2 separate regions of the Mus musculus genome follow, and region 1 is linked to region 2. The links are chromatin contacts, called in public HiCAR-type maps. All regions are on one chromosome and are shown on one strand. Each heading gives the region's core, a stretch centred on a gene start, on an enhancer-like site or on the middle of the called end of the contact. The rest is flanking DNA. Distances are from core to core; before and after follow the strand shown. Region 1 has its middle 23 kb from the start of C530044C16Rik. Region 2 has its middle 5.5 kb from the start of Gm38808.

Region 1 (4,330 bases), core at 1,244-3,743, 68 kb after region 2:
GCCCGATCCACCTATGCCTCTGTTGATGGATCAGTGGAGATGTACATGATCACACAAGATACTCTGAACCAAACCTCAGAGTCCAGGTGGAATCCTTGGCAGCCAGTTCTGCCAGCCAGCAAGAGTACAAGGCTTTCCTTCACTGAAGGATCTGCTGCCGTTTGATTTTGGAATTTTTTTTCCTTATGCTAATGTTTTCATATGCCCTAACTTAAAACTTTAATAGACATAACAACTATGAATATTTATGGGGTATGGTGTGATATATTGATACAAATATATACTGTGTAACTAACAGTTAAAGAAAGATAGTAAGTGTAGGGCTGGGGACATGGTTCCACCACTAATGCCTAAAGCTCACATCCCAAATGCTGAGATAATAGGAATGTGCATGTTGGAGTGTGTGTCCATCCACATACAATGTATCATTGAAGGTGAACAGTTTGAATCCAAGCCCTGCTGATAAGGTCTTGGTGAGCTCAAGCTGGGTGGCTAGTTCCTCTGTACCTCCACCCCACCCCCTTCCCTTTTCACTCTCTTCTTCTCTAAGGAAAGAATGACAGGACAGCTGTGAGGACTACACACTCAGTGAGAGACCAGCGGAGGTTACCAGTGTTTGTTTCTTTGTTTCCTGTTGCTATGAAAAACATCAAGGCCAAAAACAACTTGGGGAGGGAAAGACTTGTTTCTTCTTTACTTCCACAACCATAGTCCATCTCTGAGAGAAGTCAAGGCAGGAACCTGGAGGCAGGAATGGAAACAGAGGCCAGGGATCAACACTGCTTACAGGAATCCTCAGCTTGCTTTCTTACACAGCCCAGAAACATCTGCCCAGACATGGCACTGCTCACAGTGACCTGGGCCTCCCACATCCATCACCATTCAAGACAATGCCCCACAGACAGCTCACAGGCCAATCTGATGGAGGCGCTTTTTTTAGATGGGTTCATTCTTCCAAGGTGTCTTTAGTTCAAGCCAAGTTGACAAAAACTAACCAGTGCAGTGTCAATTCCTTTCTGTCCTCTCTCCTAGTGCTAGGGATGGGACCCAGAGTCTTGTACGTGCTAGACAGATGCTATACCCATAACCTGTATCTCCAGCCTCTAGATAGTCCTTCGTAAAGGGGAACATCTTGGTACCTGTTACTTTGGCTAGATAAGGATGACAGGGAGTTTTTGTTTGTTTTTGTTTTTGTTTGTTTTGTTTTTGTTGTTGTCGTCGTTTAGCCATTTTAATGTTTAAAGCATTTAAGGAGGATGGGTAGATTGTTGAAGAACCAGGCTGATAATGATCTTGTGAGATCATTTTGTTGACCCTTTCAGTGCCAGGGACTCTGGACCTTAAAGCTTTAAGAGGCTGAGTGGTCACCCAACACAACTTGCCCCAGTGATTCTATAGAATGTACCAGGGTACTGAATTCTCTTCTTAAGTGATGCCTCTTTCTCAAAGATACTTATCCATGCTCTGTGGATATTTGGAAATACATGGAAGTCAAGGACACTGGGATAATCTTTTGAGAACACTTAAGAAGAAAGGGGAGGCAAAAGGAGTGTGTTTGAATGAGAAATGCCCTCCATAGGCTCAGGTATTTGAACATTTGATCCCCAGTTAGCAGTGCTGTTTGGGATGGTTTAGAAGGTATAGCTGTGCTAGAGAAAGTGTGTCTCTAAGGATTGGTTTTGAGCTTTTGTAGTATTTATTGCTCTAATTCCAGTTCCCTTTCTCTCGTTCATGATTCTGTTGATGATGTGAGCTCTCAGTTCCCTGCTCCTGCTGCTGAGGCTGCCACCCTCTGTTGTGCTTGCTTCCAAGGATGGCTACATCCCTTTGAAATGATAAATCAAAATAAACTCTGTCTTCTATATTTTGCATTGGTCCTGTTAGTTTATCACAGCTGCAGACACAAAGTAACTAATACAGTTCTTTATCTGGTGGTAAGGCCACTAGTTTCCATGAAGGGATAGCAGCAAGCTGCAGGCTCACCACTCACTATTTATTACAATGTGGCTTTGGGGAAGTTACTTAAGATGCTCCCGTCTTGTGTAGATTTCAAGGTGAGAGGTTCTCTGGCTGATTTCAAACCTGGGCCCAAGTATTAGATGAGGTCATCCACACCGAAACACTAACACATTGTTCTAACTGAGCAATTTTTTCTCATGTTTCTAATAAACATGGATTAAACTTCACTCTCTAGTGAATTTAAACCTGTCCAAAATGTTGTTCCTGGAAATACGTAAGACTATTAGAGAACTCTGAAGGGTCCCTCTTGGATGTATCCCTTTTGGCCTCTCAACTCTAAGAATTACTATAATCTTGGATTTAATTTCATCTATAGAAATACAGTGTCCGAACTTTTGTACAAATTGCTTTTTTTTTTTTTTTTTTGTATTTTGAGAGTTTTAAGCCGAAACTACTTGGTCTCTCAAGGGAGCTTTGCTGCTTACAATGTTCTTTTGGGAACTTGCTAATGATGTAATGATGGGCTCTGGCTGACGCGCATGAAGAGCTGGTGGTTTAGACAACACGAGAGGAGAAGCTTTCTGAGAAACAAGGGTCACATCAGAGCTTCTGGCTGCCAGAGTCCTCTCATGTGTTTAGTCACAAGTGTGACAATGACATCATCAAACAATCTCTTTCAAATTAGCTGGCTGAAAGCAACCATAATTGAATTCGAGTGTTGCAGACTTTGGAGGGTGTGATGAACTTTTGAGACCGCACAAATGTGTTGGGAAAGCGAGGTCTGAAGGCAGCAGATCATTTCTGTGTCTGGTTCACATCTTTGCTGCAAGTCACCTCGAATGACTTTGGCTATATGTCAGAAGAGGATCAATGCAAGACCGTACCCTCAGGTACACACACGATGCAGACAAATACGTACACAAGTATGTACGCTTAAATGATGCTTCCAGCCATAATAAAACCATGCTTGTGTGTGAGAGACAAATGTACAATTAGAACTAAGCTATCTGCTACGGTTAAGGCCTGCTTTAGTTGTAGGTAAATAATTGGGTCCCAAACTGCTTTTAGGATGAAAACTTTCTCTCTCTCTCTGCGATCAATAATTATTTTAATGGAGGAATAAAAAAATAGACAAAGTAATGAGTTACCAGAGTCAAGTGGGAAATAGAAGTAACATCGAGACTTAGATACCGTTCCACAAGCTTCTGCCGCTTCCTGAGCCCAGAGGGAATACTTAAGTCGTTTTTCCAAATTCCTCATTTAGCATCCGAGAAAAATCATTAATCTGCTGTAAGAAATGATGCCGTAGCAATGTGGCTTTCATCTCTTTTCTTCCTTTTCTTCCTTTTCTTTCTTCCTTCTTCCTCCCTCCCTCCCTTCCTCCCTCCCTCCCTTCCTCCCTCCCTCCCTTCCCCCCTCTCTCTTTCTCTCTCTCTCTCTCTTTCTTTCTTTCTCTCTCTCTCTCTCTCTCTCTCTCTCTCTCTCTCTCTCTAAATATTTCCTCTATCTTTGTAGTCTGACCATTCAATCAAGTAGGTTTATTTAGTGGCAAACTTGCCACTAAAGACAAGGTTTTAAAAATCCCCTTCCTTGTATTAATGATTAGAACTGGTCTAATATTTTTTGTGATACTCTAGAAACATGTTATTTTCAAGAAAACTTTCCATTAACCTACTCAGTCAGCATCCTTGGCCCATAGTTTGAGAACCATGGCCTTAAAAGAAGTAAGAACAAAATCAGTTTGTGGATCAGTTGATGCCTTTCTTGGTTTCTGAAAGTGACACCTGTCTCTTAGGCTTGTCGGCCCCCCTCATCGGCTGTCCCTAGGTGCTCACTATTTGGTGAGGAAATACGTTCCAAAAATCTTGCAGAGGAAAAGGCAGTTCCTTATCTGTCTTTTCACCTCCCTACTGGTGATGGCTGAGTAGGAGGCATTGCCATGAGGAAGAGGAAGTAGAGCCAACACTGCAGGAAGGATGGCAGGAAACGGGCAGACCTCGGGATTAAGTGCTTCTTACCCTCCTCTTCAGGCCCCTTTCTCTACAGATTAAGGAAAAGTCCTTGAAGCTCTTCCAATCCAGTGGCTAAGTCTAGTGAAAGTTCATCGCAAGCGCCTCATAGACGGGATTATGTAGACCAAAGGTCAAATCCTTTCACCTGACCATAGGTACCAATGTCAGCGTCACAAGGCCTAAAAATGAAGCATGCACTCTGCAGTGCTGGCTTTGCGGAGTGGCCGATTCTCTCTATGACGTATACCTTTAAAGTATTGTGCCGCCCATGTATCGTACCGGAAGCATCACACTCAAGGGTTCATTCCCCTGTTTCTCAACATCTCAGTATTTTTTCAGGATATCATTTTTAAATAAAG
Region 2 (3,822 bases), core at 1,216-3,715:
GTTAACCTTTAAGAAAGCTGCTGTTGCTGCTTCTGGCCTGCTCCCCTGTGACTACTTTAAACCTATAGTTGATTCTCTCAGTGGACTTTGGTTTTAGCCTTTGTCTCACCTTGGGGCTTCCCAAAGGCTCTAGCTTATATTTCTCACTCCCTTAAGTGTGTGTCCCAAGACCTGTTTTGGCTTCACCATGGGCACTTGTAGAATTTACTCTCTGTCTTTATAGTAAACATGGCCTCTAGTGGGGACCTTTGCATCTAAAACACTGTTCATCATGCCTGGTCAGGTAGACCTGGCCGCCTCCAGCCTTTCTTTGACTATTTTGACTTTGAGCTGGGCTAGAGCAGGTCCTGACTGGAAGTGACTTGTTGTACTATAAAGAACATCCCAGTTTTGTGTCTTGGCTGCTCCTTAGCCAGAATGCTCGTTTAGAAGTCTGTGAATGTGGGTCTGGAAGAACAGAGGGGCACGGGCTTCTAAATGACACTATCCCACATGTGTGCTTTCATGTGTATGATAAGTATTCTCCTTGTGACATATTATACACTAGCAGTCATGATTTCCTGGAGATGAATTTAACTTTTAACAGTTCAGAAAAGGTTTGCTGTAAAATATGTTAACTGCCAGAGAAAATGGTTGTATTTCCCATCTTTCAACACTATTACAGCCACAAAATGCCTTTCCCTACCAACTACTATGTGCTATTTTCCATGATGTGATGTTGCTACAGTTCATTTCTTCACTCACCCCTTCATCATTCACAAGCATCTGAGAACTAACTAGGCTCTTTGGAAGTTATCAGGACCTCAGTGTTGAATAAGACTTCAGCCCTCATGAGAGGCTCGGTGAATACATAAGGAATCCATGAACAACGGGACAGATGCATCTGGGACATCCATCGGAGGCTCAGAGGGGACGTTATGCTGTGGGCTAGGAGCCGGCATGGATTCACTGGGAAGAGAGCTCCTGCGCTGACTCTTACAGAGAAGGCAGGAAGTCATCAGATGGGGAGCATATCCCAGGAGGAACATGCTGGACAACAGCATGGAGACGTCTTGGAGGGTTTGCCGAGGGGTAATTCAGTATAGTAGACACAGGCTGAAGGGCAGGAGAGAAGGCGGGGGGGGGTGGTTGGGGGAGAAAGGGGAGGAGAGGGAGAGGGAGAGAGAGGAGAGAAAGGACAGGCAAGGTTGGGGTGGGTAAGTATAGCACAGCATGCAAGTTTTCAAAATCTTGAATTTGCTTGATTCTTGAGTTTACTGTGATTAGATCTGCACGTTAGAAGGCTGTTCTGGTCCTAGTAGAAGAATTACCTGGGAAAGGGTGCTGTCAAGGAGGGAGGAAGGTAGAGCCTAGGCACCACAGTAATCTAGATTTGGGATGGCAAGAGCTTAAGCCAGGGCAATCAAGGGTAGGCTGGGAGAGTAGAGAACAGCTTTAAAATGAACTAAAAGACAAAGATTTAGAATAAATGCCTGCTTTTAGTTTTGGGTGGCTCAATATTTGGGAAATCACTAACCAGGCTGGGGATAGTTTTACAAATACTGTTCTGTATTCCACATTCAGGTTAAGATGTCTATCTGGTATGTGAATACAGAGGGCAAGAGAAGTGTGCAGTTGACCGTAGTTGCTGGGTTGTGCTGGTGACCACAGAGGCAGAGTGTTTCCTAGCACTCCTCCTGGCCCCTGGCTCCTATAATCTCTCTTTTCCTTTTCCACTGTGTCTCCCGGGCCTTGGAGTGGGTGAGATGAATCACAATTTTTAATAATAAGGAGGAACTGGTACTAGGCAGAGAAGTCAAGGGCAGATCCCAAGGGCTTTTCTCTGTTCAGTATATTGTGAAAATCTTCCTATAAAATGATACATTGCACACTTGCAAACAGTAACCTGAAACTACATACCCATGTTTGACAATTAAATTAACCTTGTGAAGTAAGCAGGGGGAATATTATTTTCTCTGTTTTATTCACAAAGAGACAGGGTTGAAAAGAACTTAACTCACTTATTTAAACTCTAAAATGAAAAAAAAAAGTAACAGAAATGAGGCTAATATTTGCATTTTGAGTCACACTTCAGGCTTCCTCTCATTCGTAAGCTAACAATAGGGTGGCAGTTCCATACGGGCTGAGTCATCACGGCAGGAAGTTACAGCAAATCTCAATTAAGGGCACATCTGAGTCAGAGTAAACACAAAACATTGGATTGAGTTATGAACGGCTGCTGAAAGGAATTGCATGGCTTTCTGGATATCATTAACAATTAATTAATCGCTGCCATGTAAATAACTTAATGATACAAACATGAATAAAGGAGAAAGGAATTCACAAAGGCAAGAGTGTGTGATTCTACACATTAGACAACAGGATAAACTCCCCATCAGGTTCTCGAGGTAAGATGACCTCGTGAAGATGACATGTGAGCTAAGGGCAGAGAGGGTCTCTCCTTAGGATGTGCAAGTCTGTGACACATGCACCTGAAATGTTACTAACTCCTCTCTGTGTTAAATAGAGGGACAGTAGCCCATGGATGGGTCCGTGTAGGCGGCCTATCCCAAGAAAGCAGTGGAGGGCTCCTGTCTCGTGTGCACATGTCCTTCACTCCCACAGAAACAGTGATGCTGAACTGTAGCAAATAGCTCAAGAGCAAGTGTGACAGAAGATATGGCACTGTGATGAAGCCAATTTTGTTTAACTAATTAATCTTATTTTTATACATTTTAGTTAAAATATAATTGCATAAAAAGAGGTAAACTCTTCACTTTCTTCCCCCAAGTCCCTCCTAAGTCCCCTCCCTACAGTTTCTTTTCCCTTTGATAGTCTTTTCCTCAATCCTTGTTTTTTATACACACACACACTATATATATATGTATGTGTGTGTGTGTGTATATATATATATATATATATATATATATATATATATATATATATATATATTAGGAGGCTCATATCAGGGACAGGTTAGCTCCCCAACCTCTCCCACCCTACCCCACCCCCAACCCTACCCCACCCCCCACCAGCAGTCACTTGCTTGTAGTAACTCATCCTGGGGTGTGACCTTGTGAGATATCCCCCCTTCTGCATTAGTAAGTCTATTGATATTTCTGTTATTCAGATCTTTCTTATGCATCCATTTATATGATAGACTGTTTCACAGCAGACTCTCTGGTATTTTGACTCTTAAAATCTTTCCATTCCCTCTTTTACAATGTCCCTTGAGCAATAAGTGGTGGTGTGATATATATCTGTTGGAGGCTGGGCTCCCCAATCCATTGATCTCTGTGTTGTATCCACTTGTGGCTTTCTGGGACGGTCTCCATCTGTTGTAAAGGGGCTTCTTGGATGAGGAGTGGTAGCTATACTTACCTGTGGGTGTGAGGATAAGATATAGAATGTAGCTGGGCAAGGAAAGTGGTGGTAGTGGAGTCTCTTCTAAGATCCATGACCTCAGTAGCCTAAGGAAGCTGGCTAGATGTCTAGTACCAGGCATGGTTCCCTCCTGTCAGGTGGACCTTGAGTTTGATGGGAGCGCTGTTGGTTACCCCACACGTGAGTGCCACTTGCTGCATCTTTGTAGATATCCTGCCGTGTCGGTCATTGTTCTGTTTCATGGGTGTTGCTGCTGGGTAGGATTGTTACTTGCTTCCCTCCTTGGTAGCTGGCATAATATCTTCTGGCACCATGGAAGCCAGACCACAGGGAGGAAGGAGGCTTTTAGGTGAGATTCAGTTCAAATGGTATAGGTCCTGTCTTCTAAGTGTGTGGTGTCTTCTGCAATAGGGGCTCACGGTCAACCTCTGAGAGGCTGAGTAGAAAACTTTCATCTGG

The links. HiCAR-type assays count read pairs that join an accessible place to other places.
Region 1: a HiCAR-type map of fibro-adipogenic progenitors shows a contact between it and region 2, with 2.1 times the contacts expected there. The contact joins two enhancer-like sites. A contact is called at or near these places in 8 of 484 Hi-C or Micro-C datasets (the AtT-20 cell line, bone marrow-derived macrophages, embryonic stem cells and 3 more) and 5 of 115 datasets of contacts at active chromatin or transcription factors (a beta-TC-6 cell line, embryonic stem cells, fibro-adipogenic progenitors and 2 more).

What each region holds. Positions count from the first base shown.
Region 1 is chr6:50,750,833-50,755,162 of GRCm38.p6, forward strand. No RefSeq gene overlaps it. Among named protein-coding and RNA genes, the nearest start is that of C530044C16Rik, 23 kb to the right of the region's middle. Within about 2 kb of position 2,494, at least 6 of the 459 cell types and tissues checked have an H3K27ac peak or open chromatin away from gene starts, as enhancers often do. A contact at or near this core is called in fibro-adipogenic progenitors, where this site is marked.
Region 2 is chr6:50,683,111-50,686,932 of GRCm38.p6, forward strand. No RefSeq gene overlaps it. Among named protein-coding and RNA genes, the nearest start is that of Gm38808, 5.5 kb to the left of the region's middle. Within about 2 kb of position 2,466, at least 115 of the 459 cell types and tissues checked have an H3K27ac peak or open chromatin away from gene starts, as enhancers often do. A contact at or near this core is called in fibro-adipogenic progenitors, where this site is marked.